Regions from separate parts of the Mus musculus genome. Here region 2 is linked to region 1. The links are chromatin contacts, called in public HiChIP or PLAC-seq maps. All regions are on one chromosome and are shown on one strand. The core of a region is the stretch at or near the end of the contact, and the rest is flanking DNA. Distances in the headings are between cores, read along the strand shown.

Region 1 (5,838 bases), core at 1,777-4,276:
CAGCTCTAGTCACCTAAAGTACCGCTAGTGAAAGAGCACTGTGCAGGGAGGGAACTGGGAGTTTGCAGTTCTTGGCAGGCTGCAAGAGAGATGAGCAGCAAAGCAGCAGCCCAACAACAAAGACGCACATGTCAAGAGAAAATGCGAGCAGTCACTTCTGCATATCAGGACGAGAAATAACTATTAACCAGTCAATACCAGATGACAAGTGAACTGTGGAAAGGAGTGCAGTACTTACTTCTGAATGGAGGGTGAAACTGACCCTTTTATAAAAAGGGATTATCTACATTTTGTCTCGTAAGAGCACAGGCTCCTTTTCCTGACTTTAAAAACCTAGAAGCTATAGTACTACACATCACTGTGTCACAGCAGCTTTGCTAAAGTATCTTCAGGCCACTGACTCGCACGGGGACCTGCTATATACTGGAGAAGATTCAAGTTTGCTCAGGACATTTCAGGGCACAGTACTCTTCGGCAACTGTCTGGAGAGCCTCATGCAACTGACTGTGGAAAATCTGTCTACTAGACAGACATGACTGAGTCTCCTTAAACTGGGCTAATTCTACTTGTAGCTGCTTTTATTATGCACTTATCTGTAGAGTGTTCAGACCTAACCCCCAGGATGGATGGCCATTTACCCAAATCCTCTTAACTTCCTTCCTTCTTCCCCAGTTTTTTTCCTTTTCTTTTCTTTTCTTTCCTTTTTTTTTTTTTTTTTTTTTAAATACAGTCAGATTGACACTTCTGTGGGTTTGACAGCTGAGTCTGCTTTAAGTTGGTTAACATGGGGGCTTGGGTTTGAAAAGACCAAAGCTCCCTGACTTTGCACAAAAGCATCTCTTCCTCCTGCACTGGCTTTGCTCAAGTAACATTTTCTCTCTTTTCCTCCTCACCACAGTGCTTGGGACAAGCATGTAAACATGGACAGAAACAGCAGCCCTGTGACCGCCAAGACTTCCCATCAGGTCGGTCCCGCCAGCCAGCCAAGTGGTTCCTCTCCCCCTTGCTGGAAAGTCACTGAGGTTTCCGTGGTAACTTAGTGTCCCCTTTACTTTGGCCTCCATCTGAGAAAAGAAACATTAAATTGGTATGTTTTGCACATCGTAAAAAAGCAAAAGCAAAAGCAAGAAGAATCAGTTTATTGTGAATTACATTTCTAAAATGATAACCTTTACCTCACGTGGTGATGGTATTACAGAAGTTGATTCTGTAGACTGGTAGTGACTGAGAACTCTATGAAAACTATCCTGGCAGGTATGTACCATTCCATTTATTTACCTCATAACCATGTTCAATGCTGGGTTCTAAAGCAATCAGATCACACAATGCCCACCTTCAAGGGACCTACTCAATCTTTTGATTTCTTTGGAAGATTAGGCCAGTTTTATTTTCTTATAATAAGTGGAATTAAATATTTTTCCATAACATGGTATGTGGTAATTCCCAAGTATTGTGAACATAGCACATTGGTGGTAAAAAAAAAAAAAAAAAAAAAAAAAAAAAAATGCAGCTATGTCTTTGTTTAGGTCCTAACCTTGCGGTACTAGATGCAAGTCTGCTGCTGGGCCACTTGGTTTCTTTTTTCTTTGGTTTTTATCGAGACAGGGTTTCTCTGTGTAGCCTTGGCTGTCCTGGAACTAACTCTGTAGACCAGGTTGGCCTCGAACTCAGAAATCCAGCAACTTAGTTTCTACATCTACCAATGCTGCTGTAGGTCACTTTTGGCAGAACATATGTAACTGTTCTATGTAACTCTCAGCCAAACACTTCTAAAAACATTGGAGGAAGAGAAGATAGGGTTCCCCAGGCCAGAGTGGTACCCAACAGCCCAGAGCACTGGATAGAGAAACAAAGACCCAAACAGAAGCCAGGTCTGAGAGAAAATGACAAAGGAATGGAACTTCACAAGAAGAGGAATCCTAAGTCACATGGTCATATCTACTCATGTCATATCCAAGTATCTTGAAAAACATTAAAAAAAAATCAAAACACAGACTCTTTTGGAAGAAAAGCTGCATCAATGTCAATGATTATTTCAAAGTTGTAGTAATAGTTCTACTAAATAATCAGGGTTCTTTTCATTCACAATATATACATTTGTAGAGAGAAATGAACTGATCTATGGTATAACCAAATTATTAAAATGGTAAATTATTTAATAATACTATTAAAGTAGGATATTGTTCAAAGTAATGTTGTTTAATTATCAAAGTAATTTAACTATCAAAATAAAGCAATCCCATTAACTGGACTGTGAAATTTTTTATAGCAGAGTTTGGTACAATACGGCCCATGCCCAAGTCTGGCCACATCTGTTTTTGCTAATATAGTTTTATATTGGAAGTCAACTTTACTTGTTTATAAGTCAATTGTGGCTATTTTACAATGATAAAAAAGTTGGGTAGTTATTTAAAAAAAGATTGTAGAGACTATAAGTCCAAAATGTTTATTATGTCAGCCATGTATGGTGGTGCACAGCATGCAATGTGTTCAAGGCTGGTATGATCTACAAAGCACATTCCAGGCCAGCCAGGTCTACACAGTGAGACCCTGTTTCAAAACACAGACCAAACTGACCAACTAACCAAAAAAAAAGCTCCCCTTTGGCCTCTGTTTTAGATAAGATAAAGAGAATAAACACTAATGGGCTCTTACTATCAACCATTTACTAGACGAGACTCTTTCAATCAGTTATTTTTATTAGATTCCCATAGGAGGTCTATTAAAAGCTTTTTTGTTTTGTTTTCTATGTGGAGTAAGAGAAGTGATGTTGAAGCTTTTCAAACTCAATCTAAACTCAAGTTTAATGCCTTTTATTGTACTTTTTGAGTCAACAGTTTTAAACTTCAATTTTAGTTTTTTTTGAAAATACTTAGTTTTCCCTTTCCTGTTCTGGGAAAGTGGTATTAACCAGATAGGAAGTTAGTTTTCACAGAGCTTGAGTTTTTTGAGCAACAAGAATCCTGTTTGTCTACTTCCTTGTTGGTGGTCACATTCACACCAATCAGTCTCCAACTGAATCACACAACAGGAATATAGTTACCAAATCAAGTACAGAAAAAGCAGATGGGATTTCTGTTCCTTCTCTCAAGGATGAGCCTTGAGCATCTGACCACAGGATTAATGGGAGTCTACTGCCTCAAGACTGCTGCACACTTCTAATTTCTGCCCTATGCTCAAGAGTAAAGCAGCTTAAAGACAGTTTATTTTAGTTTCAACTTTACGTGTCTGGGTGTTTTGCCTGCATGTATGTGTGTGCACCATGTGTGTGCCTGGAGGCCAGAGGGCATCATCTCTCCTAAAGCCACATATGGTTATGAGCTGCCATGAGCTGAACTTAGGTCTGCTGTGAGAGCAGACAGTGACTTTAACTGCTGAGCTCTTGACATTGCCTTCCAAGAAAGACTTCATGTGTGCAATAACGTGTATACTACAGTGTTTGTGTGCAAGTGAGAGGACACTATTGAGGAGTTGGTCTCATTGACCTTTTTTTGTGAGTTCTGGGGACTCAAGGGCCTTTACCTGTTTGCTGGGCCTTCCTGCAGCATCTATGACTTTGGCTAGTTATTTTATAAATTCATACTTAAGCAACACATCTATATAATAAAACCCTTCAAAAAAGTCTTCTTGGGCTTGAGAGGTGGCTCAGCAGTTAGCTGCTTCTACAGAACACCTGCGTTCAATTCCCAGCACTCGCATGGCAGCTCACAACTGTCCAGGGGATCTGACACACATGTAGGCTAAACATGTACATAAAATGTACATAAAACAAACAAAAAAATAAATAAAGTCATCTTCTGTCTAACAGATCTCATTCATCCTTTCCTTTTTCTTCAACGTGCTGCTGCCACTGAGAAGGCAGTCAAAGGAAACACTTCCCTGGTGTTGTGTCACTCCACTCCACTGAGGAGGCAGTCAAAGGAAACACTTCCCTGGCGTTTTGTCACTCCACTCCCCCCACTTGAGGAACATTTACGCAGCATCTCTAAACTCTTATAGACAGTAGGAATGAGCAGCTTGCTTACCGTTAAACGCTTGCTGTAAGTGAGCAGGCAGAGGAGAGTGAGGAAGGGCTGCCGCGTGCTGAGCTCCTGGCTGTAAACTCTTTAGTAAATCTGAGAGGAAAACACACTGGTCAGTGATCTCAAGATGTGAACCCCTTGGATCAAACTTAGAAATAATGCCTTAGCTAACACCAGTGTAAGTCCCAGCGCCAAGGGCTTTCTAATATCACAGCACACATACTTAAAACATTAACTTATGGAGATACAGTCATGATTATAATAAGAAACCCCCAAACTTTGACTTTCTCTTACATGTTGCATTTCAATAGCAATATGGTATTAGATGGTTCATCCCATTTAAAGTAGAGCAGCACTTACTCTGGGTTAGGCTGTGATGGAGAGCCGCTGAGGTAGATCCCGAGGTGGCTGTCACTCCAGCTGTGTCCGTTCCAAAGCCAAGTAGCTCCAAGGGAAACTGGAAGGGCATGGTCACTGGAACAAGGCCACCCAGCATCCCAAAAGGAGTCACAGTTTGATTTGTTACAGACAAAGGTGATGTCATGAGAGTCAGAGGTGAGGCATTAGCCAATAATGATGCTCCTGCTGTGGACTGTGTAGAAACCAGGGGTCAAAACAGATAAGAAATAAAGCAATGTCCCTAAATTGATTTAACATATTCATGGATGCAAGACTGTCTCTTTATTTGTTCTAACAAATCAAGGAAATTAAGACTGAGGTGAAAAATATAATCCAAAGAGTTACTAATAATGGTTCTGAAAGTTTGCAAGTGATAGTTGAGTATTTCTGTGTACACAGCTCGTTTGTCAGTACTGTAGTCTGCGGCTTAGATGTTCAATGCCCATTCTTGCTGGTAAGTCTCAAAGTCCAAAACCTACATTTCCCCTTCTCTGCTTCTCCGCGAGTCACTAGGAAGTCATTCCAGCCACTTCCACTGGGACTCTGCAGGTTCACACCTCTGGCACAAGGCCTGCACTGCTGTCCTCACCTAGTGCTCCCTCATCCCAGGGCCTGAGGAGATGAGGCCCTCTGAAAGCTCTTCATCCTTGATCTTCCCTGTGCTTCTTTAGAGCTGATAACTGCCCAACCACACCACAAAGGGTTCCAACTGTAGGACAGCACAGTACCTCTCCACACCCCACCCCAGACTCTCTTTGTACATCTTCACTGTTATGTCTAGATTCTACCCATCTCCCAGTAATAATCTGATACTACTTGTATTCCTTTTTAAAATCTTAGTCAAGCATAGCCTCCTCCATTTTCCAGTCTAGTTTCCCCAGAACTACTGAAAGCTGGTTGCCATTACTCTGCTTTTCTAAAATTAGACTTTCTAAGTGTAAATGCTTTCTCACCGGGCATCAGTGGTGCAAGCCTTTAATCCCAGAACTTGGGAGGTAGAGCCAGGTGGATCTCTGTGAGTTTAGGCCAGCTTGGTTTACATAGCAAGTTTTGGGCCAGCTAGAACTTCCAAAAGCTTTTTTAAAATTGAAATCCAAGTCTTCCAGCTTCAACATCTTAAGTACTGTGATTACATGAAGGCCTCAGACATCACCAGGCCTGGTAAGGGCTTGAATGTGTTAGAAAATATATGTAACTTTCCCATACATGTGTGCCATATTCATATTATACATGGCAGGGTTCATACTACTGCTGAACAGAAAGTGAGATCACTCTGCAAAAGCCATCTCGTTTGCTTCCACTCCTCCATTTCTTCCTCTTTCCTCCTCTCCTTTGTTACCAAGGAGATTTATAAGCTCAGTTCTGACCTGTCACTTCAGGTTTAATCCTATGAATCAGAGTTTAGCAACTAACAACA
Region 2 (5,838 bases), core at 1,255-3,754, 620 kb before region 1:
ACCATGTGGTTGTTGAGAATTGAGCCAAGCCAGCTCAGTCGGTCAACAGGTTTTCTAGGGCAGGAGTGAGGATTAAAAAGAAAAAAGACAATTAGACAACATTGTAGCATGACCCAAGCCAGTTCTGAGGCAGGTTTATTTTTTCCCAATCAGATTTTATACCATTTTATTTACATGCAAGTAGTAAGGTCAGGCAGTACAATAAACACAAATAGTCAAGGAGCAAGCAAGGCAGTAAACACAGTCCCGTGATCACCATTCCTAAGGGCTGATCAGGAGGACCAAGATATCGGAGCCTACTTCCCCATCCTAACCCAAAGTCAGATTCATCTGCGGTGTGGGGTGGAAACAGGGTTTCTCCCTGACTGTCCTGGAACTCAACTCTGTAGACCAGGTTGGCCTCGAACTCAGAAATCCGCCTGCCTCTGCCTCCCAAGTGCTGGGATTCCCAAGTGCTGGGATTAAAGGCGTGCGCCACCACTGCCTGGTCCAAAGTCATATTCATGCCTGAAGCCTACTTCCCTGTTCTAGCCTAAAATTAGATTCCTGCCTGAGTTTACTTCCTTGTAATGGCCCAATGTCAGATTCCTGTCTGAAGCCCATCTCCTTGTCCTTGGCCAATGTCCTGCCAAGTGGCCCGAAAGTTCTCCACAACTCATGACCTCTGGAAAAGCAGTCAGTGCTCTTAACTGCTGAGCCCCCAAAATCTAGTCTTTATACTCATTTTTTTTTTCTTTTTTGAGAAGGGTTGCTGCTGGGAAATTGAGCCTAGTGTTGTATGTGTTGTATGTTTATACAGTCTACCACTGAGTTTCTGGCCCAGCCTGCTGTCTTTTTTTTTGTGGTGTGTGTGTGGTAGGATGTCATTTCTCAGGAGCTTTCCGCCTTTTTTTTTTTAAGTTTATTTATGTATATGTATGTGTGTGCCACAGCACACATGTGAAGGTCAGAGGACAATTTTGGGGGTGTGGGGTGTTTCTCTCTCCATCCCCTTTTACCTGGGTTTTGGGGATCCACCTCAGGCTGGCAGGCTTTGGACAGCAGGTACTTTTCTCTGCTAAGCCATCTCTCCAGTTCCCGCCTTATTTTGAGACAGAATCTCTCACTGGGTTCCAGGGTTTGCCAATTGGTCTACTCTAATCCCATTTTATTACATTTTTGTAGTAATACTCCCCCCCCCCCCCAGCACACACCTTCCTAAGGATTGAGCCCAGGGGCTATACCCTCAGTTGCTCTTTTCTGTAGTATTTTATACTTAGAATAAAATTTTATTCATTTTAAATTAATTTTCTAAGCACTCACCTCCCAATTTTCAGCCTTCACCTTTCCTTTTTCCACTTTCCTAGTACCTCCCACACTCCACTGTGACCAAAGTGTTGGGTTTGCTTCATGCTCACTCAAAAACATCCTACTGTGTACACTTTCAAATCCAGACTGGACTAGAACTCAGAGATTGCCTGCCTCTGCCTCCCAAGTGCCGGGATTAAAGGCGCCTTCACACCTGTCGTGCCTGGTGTCTGAAGCGTCCAGAAGAGGGTGTCAGATCCCTCCTGGAACCAGGGTTACAGGCAGTTGTGAGCTGCTATGTGGGTGCTGGGAACCCGGCCGAGGTCCTCTTCCAGAGCAGTGCGGCCGCTTAACCTCCGATCAGCCCCATGGAATACTACTTGATTACAATCTTTTCTCACAACATACTAATGTCCTTCTAGGTCAAACCCAGAGAATTAACATGCTTGTTAAACTCTTGTTGTCTGAATCACCGTCTTACTGTTTCCAGTACTCCGTCCTCTCCTGTGAACATGACTTACTAACGCTTTTATTCCCGGGAGACTCCTGGAGGAAGGAATGGGGGTGCCAAAAGTCGTATTTTAATAGGTATACCCCCACACACCCCCGTTTACTTACCCCGAGAACGTTTAACTCCCAGGGTAACACACAGGAGAGTTCTTTCCGGTGAGGAATCGAACTAGGTGCATCACCTTTACTCAGAAGGGGCGAGGGAGGGAGGATCGGCCCCCTTTAAAGGACGTACCTACGCTTTCCTTCTGGAAATGCGGGATCCGCTACAAAAGCGGAGTGTCTGGCAATTCGGAGCGACTGTTTCCGTTTGTTCCGGGGTGCGGTGGGACCGGGTCCGTCGTCCCCGCTTCCGAGGCCCGCCTGCTAAAGCCCGCTTTGGCTCGGGCGACTTCTGAGCCCCCCTGAGCGCGCCGGCCGACGCACCAACCGGCCGCAACCGGCCGGCGCCGTCTGGAAACTTCGCTCGGCTTTTCCGAGATCGAGGTTGCTGACTGAACCCCCCGCGGCGTCCCTCGGGCCTAGCTGAACGCGCCACTCGCCTCACAGGACGCTGCTGCCTCGAAGGGAGCGGCCACGACTCCCTCAGACGCGGGAGTCCGGCCCCGTGAGGACCCGCGCCCCGCATCTCCGGCCGCGCGACGCCTCGAGGCACGCCGGGTCGCCCAGTGCGCGCGCAAGCGAGCGCGGGCCGCCGTCGAGCCGCGCGGTCCCCAGCTGGCGGCCCTAAGACAAGGGCGCCGGCTCCTCAGCTGCGGCCCGAGGGCGTGGCAAGGCCCCACGGCTCCTGTTTTCCCGGCCGGAGCCCGCTTTCGGTTTCGTTTCCTTCCAGCGAAACAGTGGGGCCCGGCCCGTGAAAGGCGCCGCCGTCCGTGCTAAGCCTCAGTCCGACGGCCATGGCCCAGGCCGCGGTGGCAGTGGCAGAGGTGACCCAGCTGCTGTGCGCGGCGGGGGGCGCCTTGGAGTTGGCGGAGCTGCGGCGCCGCTTGCGAACCAGCCTGGGGACCGACGCGCTGGAGCGGCTGCTGCGGGACTGCGGGCGCTTCGTGGTGGCCTCGCGGGCGGTCGTGGCCGTGGGCGCGGGCCGGGAGGCCGCGGCGGCAGCCTCGGAGCGCTTGGTGCTGGCCGTGTCGTCGCTGCGTCTGTGCCGCGCGCATCAGGGCCCCAAGCCGGGCTGCACCGGGCTCTGCGCGCAGCTGCATCTCTGCAAGTTTCTCATCTACGGCAACTGCAAGTTCCTGAAGACCGGGTAAGGACGCCAACGGTGGGCTTGGGCGGATGCTCCTGGCCCTCCACTCTCGGACCTCCACCCTCGTCCCGTGATTGGGGCAGACCGCTAGGTGACAGTTCCTCAGCCTCGCCTGTCCTTCACTCTCAAGAACGTTTATTGATCACCTACTTAGTGACTGGCAGTGTATGGTGGACTAGCACAGATAGAATGTGGTGCCAAGAGGGACACCTGAGCATGGCAGTATGGCCCCCAGGAGGGAAGCTGGTCCTCAGGGCTGCTTTGAGGAGCAGGCAGCAAGGCTTGCTGTCCCAGCTGTAAGGAGGCTTTGGAAGTGCCACTCAACTTCTGTTTGTCTGTTTACAAGCCGAAATTCAGAATTTCAAGATCCATAGAGAGTTCCGCTCTCCTCTAGCCACAGACCTTCCTGGGTGCCTTTCTACACCCCCACCCCCCACCCCCCACTTTGTTTCATTTAGGTGGCAGAGCCCTGTCTGGAATGCCCTTCCTGGTTTGCTTTTTTAGCGCCTCGGGCAGGAGCTGAAAGATTTTTCGCTTTTTTGAGCTTTCTCTAACTCTTCCACAACACACTTTATGTCCTTATTAGTCTGGGCTGCTCTCTGCTTGCACCTGCAAGGTGATTAGTGAAATCTGTTTATACTGAAGAATTTGGGCCTCACCTTAAAGGTGATAAGGCCTGTTGAATGTCAGCTGTGAGGTTTGTGTTTTAGGAAGATGTCTTGGGTAATGATTCGGGGATGCTGGGTTAGGAGAGGATGTTGGAGACTTCATGCTTCGAATCTAGTCCAGTTATCTAGAAGGATTAGTTTCTTCCCTCCCTGCTTCCTTTTGCTGTAACAGTAGACATCACTTTTTATGATGTCAGGTTAATAGTCACGTTGGGTTAGTAACCTTGACCTGTGTAGTCAATCAGGGATCCAGACTGGGTACAGCTGCACCCTCAACACTTTTGAGACAGTTCTAAGTATCAAGTTCTGGGGGCTGAAGGTCTCCCTGGTAGGAAGTCTGGTGGGAAGTTTGTGTGGGTCAGGTCTAAAAGTGATAAATATCCCATTTACCTGAACCTGTCTCCTACCCCTACCTAAGGGGTATGGTCTAAGAAATGTGGTCTTTAGGACTTATTTATTCGGAAATAATACAGATTAGAACTTGTCCAAACGAGGTGTATGCGAGAGATTTGGGGAAATTAAAGGGGAGTGTGCCAGCGTGAAGAGAGGCTGTGGGAGAGATGGTGACTCTTGTTTCTGTTCCCACTGTGGACTGAAAGCCAGAGAGGGTTTGAGATCTTTACTTAAAAGGAAGGCTAAACCCTTACCTACTGATTTGGAAGCTGCTGGGTGGTAAATACTGTGGCCCCAGTCACAGATGTCTTCAGTCCCTGACTTCCAGACCTGTGCTCAGGAGGCAGTGTGCTTGCCTATCAAGAGCGTGGTCTGTGAGCTAGTTAGTTGTTTCAGTCCACCTCTGCTCTTTGCTGCCTAGTAACCCTGGGAAAGTAGCGTTCTGGCTGACTCTGGCCCCTCAGTGATGATAAGATTACTTACTTCACAGGTTTGTTGAGGCAATCTCTGTTGCATAGTAAATGCTCGCTAAGGTTATGTTGCTATTATTGCAGTTATTTGTATACTTGGCTTTGGCAGCACGAACTTAGCTTCCCTTCTTCTCATCTCATTTTGTCATCTTTTTCCTAACCCCTGAAGATGTGGCTTATTTATTGTTTTATACCTTCCAATGGCCTCTCCTCAGTTCTTGCCTGGATCCCGACTCTGCAGTGCCTTTTTCCTTTGGTGCCACTGTATTCTTATCACAGCTGACCTCAGACTTTCACTCCATGTGTGAGTTCTTTTCTGTTGCATTCACGAGTTGGGAGAGAGGAGTCAAGGTTCATGGTTTCTGATCTGTAGGGGCGGAGGGACAGAGATGAGAGAGCTAGTAGGAGAAGAAGGTTTGGGGATGGATCCAGGAATTTGGCATTCTTTCAGGATGTTTACTACAGATGTTAAGGTATGGTAATGTCTGCATGCTGCTTGCCTGCCTTTCCAGGTGTCCCAGACTGTCATTAAAGGGTTGTCCCTGAGTTCTTAGGGTGGAGTACCAGTGCCTGGTTGATATGTGCTCACCAGATGCTTATGGGTTGAAAGTACAGAGAAAGGGAGCTGCAAAACAGGTGGACCAGGAATGTCTGTGTCTATGTAAACCCATATCTGGAAGCATGAGTCACTCTGCCTGGCATTTTTTTTAAAGATTTATTTATTTATTATATGTAAGTACATTGTAGCTGTCTTCAGACACTTCAGAAGAGGATGTCAGATTTCATTACAGATGGTTGTGAGCCACCATGTGGTTGCTGGGATTTGAACTCGGACCTTCAGAAGAGCAGTCAGTGCCCTTAACTGCTAAGCCATCTCTCCAGCCCCCTGCTTAGCATTTTTACAAGGATTTATTTTTATTATTTAAATTATGTGTCTATATGGGGGGTAGAGTGGAGGGAATGGTGCATATAAGTACAGGTGCCTTCAAAGGCCAGAAGAGAGTGTTAGTGAGACTCCCAGTGTGGGTGCTGGGAATTGAATGCAGGTCCTCTGGGAGAGTAGAATAGTGCCCCTGACTACTGAGCCTTCCCTCTACCCTCTGCTCATTTTTTTTTTTTTTCGGGGAGAGGGGATGGGTTGGGTTGAGACAGGGTTTCTACATAGCCCTGGCTGACTTACAACTCACTGTGTAGCCCAGACTGCCCTCAGAAATCTGCCTGCCTTTGCCTCCCAAGTGCTGAGATGAAAGGTATGTGCTAC

The links. HiChIP or PLAC-seq counts read pairs in DNA pulled down with a chosen protein or histone mark.
Region 2: a contact with region 1 is called in an H3K4me3 HiChIP or PLAC-seq map of bone marrow-derived macrophages, with 2.7 times the contacts expected there. The contact joins the promoter of Parp12 here to the enhancer-like site in region 1. A contact is called at or near these places in 4 of 39 promoter capture datasets (the 3T3-L1 cell line, embryonic stem cells, hippocampal neurons and 1 more), 1 of 115 datasets of contacts at active chromatin or transcription factors (bone marrow-derived macrophages) and 2 of 9 other capture datasets (adipose tissue and liver).

What each region holds. Positions count from the first base shown.
Region 1 is chr6:38,497,464-38,503,301 of GRCm38.p6, reverse strand. Ubn2 (ubinuclein 2) reads right to left here. Exons shown (of 17, transcript NM_177185.4): 15 at 4,383-4,614; 16 at 4,026-4,115; 17 at 1-1,064. The coding sequence ends at 1,015. Among named protein-coding and RNA genes, the nearest start is that of Mir7670, 6.9 kb to the left of the region's middle. Within about 2 kb of position 3,026, at least 4 of the 459 cell types and tissues checked have an H3K27ac peak or open chromatin away from gene starts, as enhancers often do. A contact at or near this core is called in bone marrow-derived macrophages, where this site is marked.
Region 2 is chr6:39,115,015-39,120,852 of GRCm38.p6, reverse strand. It overlaps Parp12 (poly (ADP-ribose) polymerase family, member 12), which reads left to right and starts at 2,504. Exons shown (of 12, transcript NM_172893.3): 1 at 2,504-3,046. The coding sequence starts at 2,694. It overlaps 4930599N23Rik (RIKEN cDNA 4930599N23 gene), which reads right to left and starts at 2,380. Exons shown (of 4, transcript NR_045813.1): 1 at 2,033-2,380.